2 separate regions of the Callithrix jacchus genome follow, and region 1 is linked to region 2. Evidence: chromatin contacts called from public Hi-C data. All regions are on one chromosome and are shown on one strand. The core of a region is the stretch at or near the end of the contact, and the rest is flanking DNA. Distances in the headings are between cores, read along the strand shown.

What was found. A called contact is a pair of places that touch in the nucleus more often than the background predicts.
Region 1: a Hi-C map of skeletal muscle shows a contact between it and region 2, with 9 times the contacts expected there. The contact joins two enhancer-like sites. A contact is called at or near these places in 3 of 3 Hi-C or Micro-C datasets (induced pluripotent stem cells and skeletal muscle).

What each region holds. Positions count from the first base shown.
Region 1 is chr8:19,982,261-19,986,184 of calJac240_pri, reverse strand. All of the region lies in intron 1 of NEO1 (neogenin 1), which reads right to left. Among named protein-coding and RNA genes, the nearest start is that of NEO1, 24 kb to the right of the region's middle. Within about 2 kb of position 1,589, at least 2 of the 16 cell types and tissues checked have an H3K27ac peak or open chromatin away from gene starts, as enhancers often do. A contact at or near this core is called in skeletal muscle, where this site is marked.
Region 2 is chr8:19,703,617-19,707,117 of calJac240_pri, reverse strand. The region is part of intron 1 of LOC103795568 (a long non-coding RNA gene); the gene reads right to left. Among named protein-coding and RNA genes, the nearest start is that of ADPGK, 14 kb to the right of the region's middle. Within about 2 kb of position 1,832, at least 6 of the 16 cell types and tissues checked have an H3K27ac peak or open chromatin away from gene starts, as enhancers often do. A contact at or near this core is called in skeletal muscle, where this site is marked.

The DNA of each region.
Region 1 (3,924 bases), core at 340-2,839, 280 kb before region 2:
CCTCTAATCCCAGCACTTTGGGAAGTCAAGGTGGGTGGATCACCTGAGGTCAGGAGTTTGAGACCAGCCTGGCCAACATGGCGAAACCCCGTCTCTACTAAAAATACAAAAATTATCCAGGCATGGTGGCACACATTTGTAATCCCAGCAACTAGGGAGGCTGAGGCAGGAGAATCGCTGGAACCTGGGAGGCAGAGGCTGCAGTGAGCTGAGATCATACCACTACATTCCAGCCTGGGTGATAGAGAGAGATCCGTCTCTAAATAAATAAATAATTTTTAAAAATTGCTGTGTTATTCTAAGGTATCACCTATCCTACTGTTTTCCAATTAATAATCATAGAATATGTTTCTGAACTTTTTCTGAACTCAGTTCTTCCACAGAAAATGCCTTACCTTCTACAATATTCCCTGGAGAGAAGGACCTAAGAAAACATAGCTGCCTTAGAAACCAAAAGATGATCCTTCTAAATCCTTCAAGAGGAACAGCAATGTTGTGGGAAAGACGAGAGGTAGAGATAAGAAAACAAGGTGCCCCAAGCAGTGGCAAAATAAATGTGAGAGAGATCAGGCTTGCTTCCAGAGAAAAAAACACTTAGCAAAACAGAGGGACTGCTTTGGGGTGTGAGGAGATGGTGGGGAGAACATGCTGAGGTTGAAGGAGTTGGAAACACAAAATGAGAATAAAGTTACTTATGCTTTGCACTGTACAAGATCCCAAGCCTTCTCCAAATGCCACAGCCCTCAGAGATCCTCCCATGCTTACTGTCAGTACCTTCAATTTATCTATATAACCAATACTTACTGAAAATCAGCTATAGGCCTGGCACTATTCTAGACACTGGAAAAACAGTAAGTAGCATTCACTTAGCACAAAGGACAGGAATATGACATTGTTACTTAACTTCTTTAGGTCCTTCAATCTCCAATCAGATTGTAAACCTTTTGAAGGTAAGTACCTAAAAACACACACCTTGAGAGCAGGGTAAAAATTACATACTAAATGTCATTTTCTTCACAGCCTTTGTGTATCTAAATATATCACGAAATCTATTCATGCCCCATATTACTATTAATAAAAATGAAAATATTCATCATGGCTGTTTGCAGGCAATGTAATACCATCATAAATAAAAAGCAGACAAAAGGGAGAGCTGAAATGCACCTTAATTCTTGGTCCTCGGTATTTCCACTAATCCCACTAGAAACATCAGTTCACCATCTCCCTCCCCATATTTCTATTACCTCCTTCCATACTCAAGTATTCCCTAAACTATTGCAAAGAGAAGACATTCACTTAATACCTGGTGAACTTTGTGCTAGAGCTTAGAAAAAAGGCAATTCAAAACAGACAAAAATAGGCTACAACTTATGAAAGAATGTGGCATACTCTTTAATAAGAATGAGCTGCTCACAGCTCAAGTAAAGTACAACCTCCCTGGAAAAGAAAGGAAGGAAGGGGTTGAAGCAGATGATCTTGGGGGTCTTCTTCCAGTTAAAAAAAAATTCTAGGATTCATAAATTCTGACAAGCACACACACACAAGTAATTTCACAATAGGTCAACACTATTCTACTCAACTGATTGGGCAGAATTCCCTAGTTGGTGACATGGCGTCCTATGATACAAAAGAAACCACCAACAGGCTCAATCTTCACATGGCCAGTGTTTACACTGACACCCTTTCAGTGTCTCTATCAAATGGACAATAATTATCAAAATGTACTTCCAGACACAGAGTTTCCCCAAGTCCAATCTGTTCTCACTTTTAGAATAGTAAATGAAAGTGCATGTCTGCCTGATGATGGATCATTAGCATTTTTTCATTTTATAAAGTTGGCATATATAAAAGTGCACCACTCATCCGGCATTTAATCATATACTGCTTTTAGACATACTGATTCTTATTATGTTGTCTCAAGTTACATTAGACAAGTTCCTTAAGGGCAAAAGCTGTGCCTTATACAACTCTGTACCTGACATAACACAGTATCAAGCAAACACAGGCACCAAAAGCAAAACGAAACACCACCATCACATCACACCCTCCTCTCTGTCCCTTTCCTACCCCCACAAAAATCCCTGCTAGATAAATGGCTGCTGGACTTTACTTAACTTTGGACTCCTAGAAGGCTGGAATTGTTTATCATATTCACTTACTTCTTTGTATGGTCTAAAGCATAATCAGCTATGTCAGAGGAACTTAAATAGTTGCTCTGAATCTAGGCCTCACTTTTTTCATCTATAAAAGCAGAAAGATAAATTAAATGATTCCTCCTATGACTTTGTAATTTTGAAATAGTCTTTCATTCAAAAACAAAATATTTCTGGAGACATATTATATGTCAGGCACCGTGTTAGGTTCTAAGGATACGAAGATAAAAGTATGGCCATTACCTAGAAGAACATGTTCTCATGATCATAATTTGAATTTCTCCATCTGGTTTCTGCACCCTGACCCTGGTTGTGGTCTACCCTGGTCATAGGGTGCCAGCACTTCTTATGCTTGCAAAGCAAGCAGTGTGAGCGATGTCAAGGAGAGGAAGGAGGCCAGGGACTCCTGAGGCTGTGGGTAAGACTGACAGGAGGGGAGAGTCATGCTGGAGAGGGGTGAGACAGGTGTGAAAAGTGGGCACACAGAGAAGAGCTTTCCCCCTCCCATAAAAGGCCATGTGTCTATACTACTTCCAACATGAGGAAATAATTCTATCTGCCTGGAACTGTTAATTGTGTCCATAATCTAACACAAGGGTATCCTCACACATAGAAAACCCATTTGATTACACTGTATATTATTATACATAAGTCACTTCTGACAGCTCCGAATGAGCCACAAAGCATAAGAAACATGCAAATGAACACTTCATTTTAGCCATTAGTTTATGTACATTAGTTTCTCTTCTCCTTATCTTACTCATGAGTTTAGAGCAACAAAATGGCCAGAGAGATTAGAAAGGAGTGAAAAAACAAGGTGACTGCCTAATCTTGAGATAAATAAACTAGATAAATAGCCTCTGAATAACCAGAAATTGGTTATAAAAGTCTCCATTTTCAGACAGAAGACGTTTTTAGAGATGGATGTCTAAAACTGAATTACCCTGCAGTACAATTCTGATTACATTTACAATGTACCTGAACTATGCCTGGGCTGAATCCCGTAATCTGTTTAGACATGACTTGAGTCCTCAAATGAGTAAAATCTGCTGTGTAAATCAGGTACTTAATTAAAGAAAAAGCTTAGTAGGCTGCAGGGAGAGATTTGTTGAAATGATGAATTAAACACTGTTATAGTAAGAGACCTCCTTCACTTATACTTATTAATTCTATCATTAGTCCACAAAATTCAAGTCAGATAAAAGTAGCTACTGTTTAAGCATTTTTCATTTAAGATTCTAGATTAGGGTAAATATTTACTGGGAATCTACAATCTCCAATGGGTTCACTGACCCCTGGCAGATGAGGGGGAAATGGCACAGAAAACAATACTATTTGCATATACTTTACAATCCTGTTAAATTTCCTAGTGTGGTACATTCTCATATTAGTTCTGGTATTAGTAATCCCACCTCTCTGGTCAACCAATACCCAACACTCCTGAAAACCATCTCCTGCTTATCATGCAAAGCAAAAGGCCTCACTGCCTCATTAACAATAATATTCACCTGTTCTTAAGTTCCTTTCCTCTGGTTAAAGGAGAGTTCTCTGTCCTACAATGGGTCAAATGCAAATCTTTCTACTTGTGCTCAAAATCCCGTGTTCTCCCAACCTTCCCAGGAAACTTACATTGTCAGTTATCCCATTTTCCTTGTATATTTAAACTATCCCTCTCAAATAGAATCTTCCATGTTTAAATATGCTCCAGAATCTCATCCATTAAATACAGACACACACACACACACACACACACACACACACACACACCCAA
Region 2 (3,501 bases), core at 583-3,082:
TGTATCTGGTCTTCATGTTGTCCTTCAAATCAGCCATTAACACATTACCGGTTCCTTCATTAACTAATGAGTTAAATAAAATCTTTGACATTTGTTCATTTTATATTTGTATGACAGGCATGATTTCTTCCTTTAAAAACAATCATTTAGGCCAGGCGAGGTGGTTCACACCTGTAATCCCAGCACTTTGGGAGGCCGGGGCAGGCAGATTGCCTGAGCTCAGGAGCTTGAGATCAGCCTGGTCAACACAGTGAAACCCTGTCTCTACTAAAATACAAAAAAAAAAATAGCGTAGCATGCCTGCATGTGCCTGTAGTCCCAGCTACTTGGGAGGCTGAAGCAGGAGAATTGTTTGAACCCAGGAGGCAGAGGTTGCAGTGAGCTGAGATAGCATCACTGGACGCCAGCCTGGGGACAGATTGAGATTCCATCTCCAAAAATAATAATAATAAATAAATAACAATCATCATTTAGTGGCACCTTCCTGTGGTCCCAGCTTCTCAGGAGGCTGAGGTGGGAGGATCGCTTGAGCCCAATAGGTGAGGCTGCAGTGAGCAGTGATTGCACCACTGCACTCCAGCCTGGGCAACAAAGTGAGACCCGTGTCTCAAAGAAAAAAAAAAGGTCATTTAACAAACCAGAAAAACAAACAAACAAACCAGAGACAACAAAGACCATGAGGAAGAGATTTGCCCAAGGTTAAGACACCTGTTGTAACAAATACGGCACCAATCCCCAACCCTCAAATGTGAGCTTCTGGACTGAATTCCTTGGCTATTGCACTTACACCATCAAGTAAGAAGTATTGAAATCACTTTTGTTTTGTTTTGTTTTGTTTCTGAGACGGAGTTTCGCTCTTGTTACCCAAGCTGGAGTGCAATGGCGAGATCTCGGCTCACTGCAACCTCCGCCTCCTGGGTTCAGGCAATTCTCCTGCCTCAGCCTCCTGAGTAGCTGGGATTACAGGCACGCGCCACCATGCCCAGCTAATTTTTGTATTTTTAGTAGAGACGGGGTTTCACCATGTTGACCAGGATGGTCTCGATCTCTTGACCTCGTGATCCACCCGCCTCAGCCTCCCAAAGTGCTGGGATTACAGGCTTGAGCCACCGAGCCCGGCCCTGAAATCACTTTTAATTGGACTTGACCATTTAGCCCATACAGATACATCCTAATTTAGAAGATGCTTTCCCACAAATATATACACACACAGGCTTACACATGCACAAACACCTGCAGGCATCCACAGGCCGCCGCTGACACGCTGCACAAACTCCCACACAGATCCAGAGCTCTCCTCCCCGCCTGGGACAGTCGTCTGCCCAGCGCCAAGCCTGCTCTGGGTTCCTTCATCTCAGCGGAGCTTAAGGTTGGGGATGGAGCAAGGCCCCTTCCTGCCGACCCTCGTCTGTACCACGCAGGGAGAAGAGGTGGCTCCCTCACTTATAAGCATTGGCCAAGTGTCAGAGTGGCTCTGGGGTGCGACGCTGAGGGGTTCGAGGCCGGGTAGGGAGGCCAAGCCCCATCCTCAAAGACCGCCCAGCGTGGAAGAGGCCCGCACGCGGGCGGAACCAGACCTGCTGGGGAGCCACGCCCCCCGAGTCCTGGAGTAGTCGGGGAAGGCTGCCCGGAGGCGGTCACCTCAGGGCTGAGGTTTGCAAGTTTAAAGTCTGGGAGCCTGGGAGGCGCACAGCGGCAGCTGGGCCGAAGGGTTCGGGTGGAACCACTGAGCCAGGGCCTCCTAGCACGGATCTGTTAAGTGGTTGGCGTTTTTGGTTTTGCGGAGAAAGAATCCCCCGGAATTCAAGGACCTCCCGGGCGCCGGACTTGACTCGCGGGCTGGGAACGGCGCAGCTCCAGGGTAGCCCGGGGTAGCCCCGGCGGTCCAGCTTCAGGGTGGCCCGGGGTACCCCGCGCTCGGGTATAGCCCATGCGGCCCCCGCCCCGCGCCGCGGCCGCTCTCGCGGTGGTTTCGTGGCGCCCCCTGCGGGCTCCGAGCCACTCTCCCCGCACTGCCACTCCGGGGAGGAGCCACTCCGGGAAGAGGCTGGCTGGCGGCTGCGCCAAGCCTGCGAGCCAGGCTGTCCCGTCTTCCGTCCCCAACAGCCCCCGAGGGTCGCTCCTGCAGGCCAGCCTTCGTTCTGTGCACCCCCGAGGGCGCCGCGTCCACGCATCCCCATCAGCATGACATTCCATCCCCATTCCGCAGATAGGGAAGCCGAGGTTCAGGGACGGAACCTCATGCATCCACGGCACGAAGAGGAATGTCTAGGATGCCGAGGTCCACCCTCACGCGTGCTAGTCTCTCTCCGCCTAGGTGGGTCCACAGACTCAATGGCTTGCGGTGCACCCCACGCATCCCCTCTTCTGGTTCTCTCTGGGCCACAGAGTCGCCTGGTTTGGCCTTCCAAGAGCAGTGTGGACAGGACTGCGTGTCGGTTGGGGTTACTCATCGACTTTACAGGAGGGAAATCTGACAACCACAGGGGAGCGCCCTGGGACCTGACAGTTTCACTTGCGGGGTCCATACAAGGAGACAGTTTGGAAACTGAGCAGAATTTGTAATGTGCGTGCTTATCCCTACTTGTTCATAATAGCAAAACTTGTGAATAGTCTGTCTACCGCTTGGTTAAATAAATGGTATTCTATGCAGCCATGAAAAATCATTTTGGGTAAAAATTTTCCATATGTTAAAGACGCCATTCTATTTAAGCAAATAAGCAGGTTACAGTGCAGCATGTATAATAACAAGGTCCATTTCTGTGAAGATGCATGTGTGTGCACACGGTTTTTTAAAAACTCCAAAGATATACATCAAAAACTTGAATATCAAGATTGAGGGTGATTATAAAATTAGTATTTGGGCTGGCCGCAGTGGCTCACGCCTGTAATCCCAGCACTTTGGGAGGCCCAGGCGGGTGGATCACATGAAGTCAGGAGTTTGAGACCAGCCTGGCCAACACGGTGAAACCCTGTCTCTACTAAAAATACAAAAATTAGTCGGGTGTGGTGGCACATGCCTATAATCCTATTACACAATGAATATATATTGCTTTATTGTTTTGTTTTGACAAGATCTCACTCTGTCACACAGGCTGATCAAGTGCAGTAGCATGATCAAGCTCACTGCAGCCTTGACCTCCCAGGCTCAAGTGATCCTCCCACCTCAGCCTCCTAAGTAACTGGGACAGCTAATTTTTGTAATTTTTGTAGAAACAAACTTTTGCCATGTTGCCCAGTTTGGTCTCCAACTCCTGAGCTTAAGCAATACTCCCATTTTGGAATTAGAAAGGTGGAAGGGATTAAAAGTGCTGGGATTACAATCATAAGCCACCATGCCCAGCAAGTATTCTTTTCCCTTAGGCAGAAAAGCTTCAGTATTCACTTGCACACTACAGAAGGAAACGAGAGGCTGAAAGGGCTGGATCAAGGAAGTAGGGAAGGGAATTTCTGGGGGCATTTCCTTTCCCCTAATCCCAGAATAGCCACAGAAATCAGGGT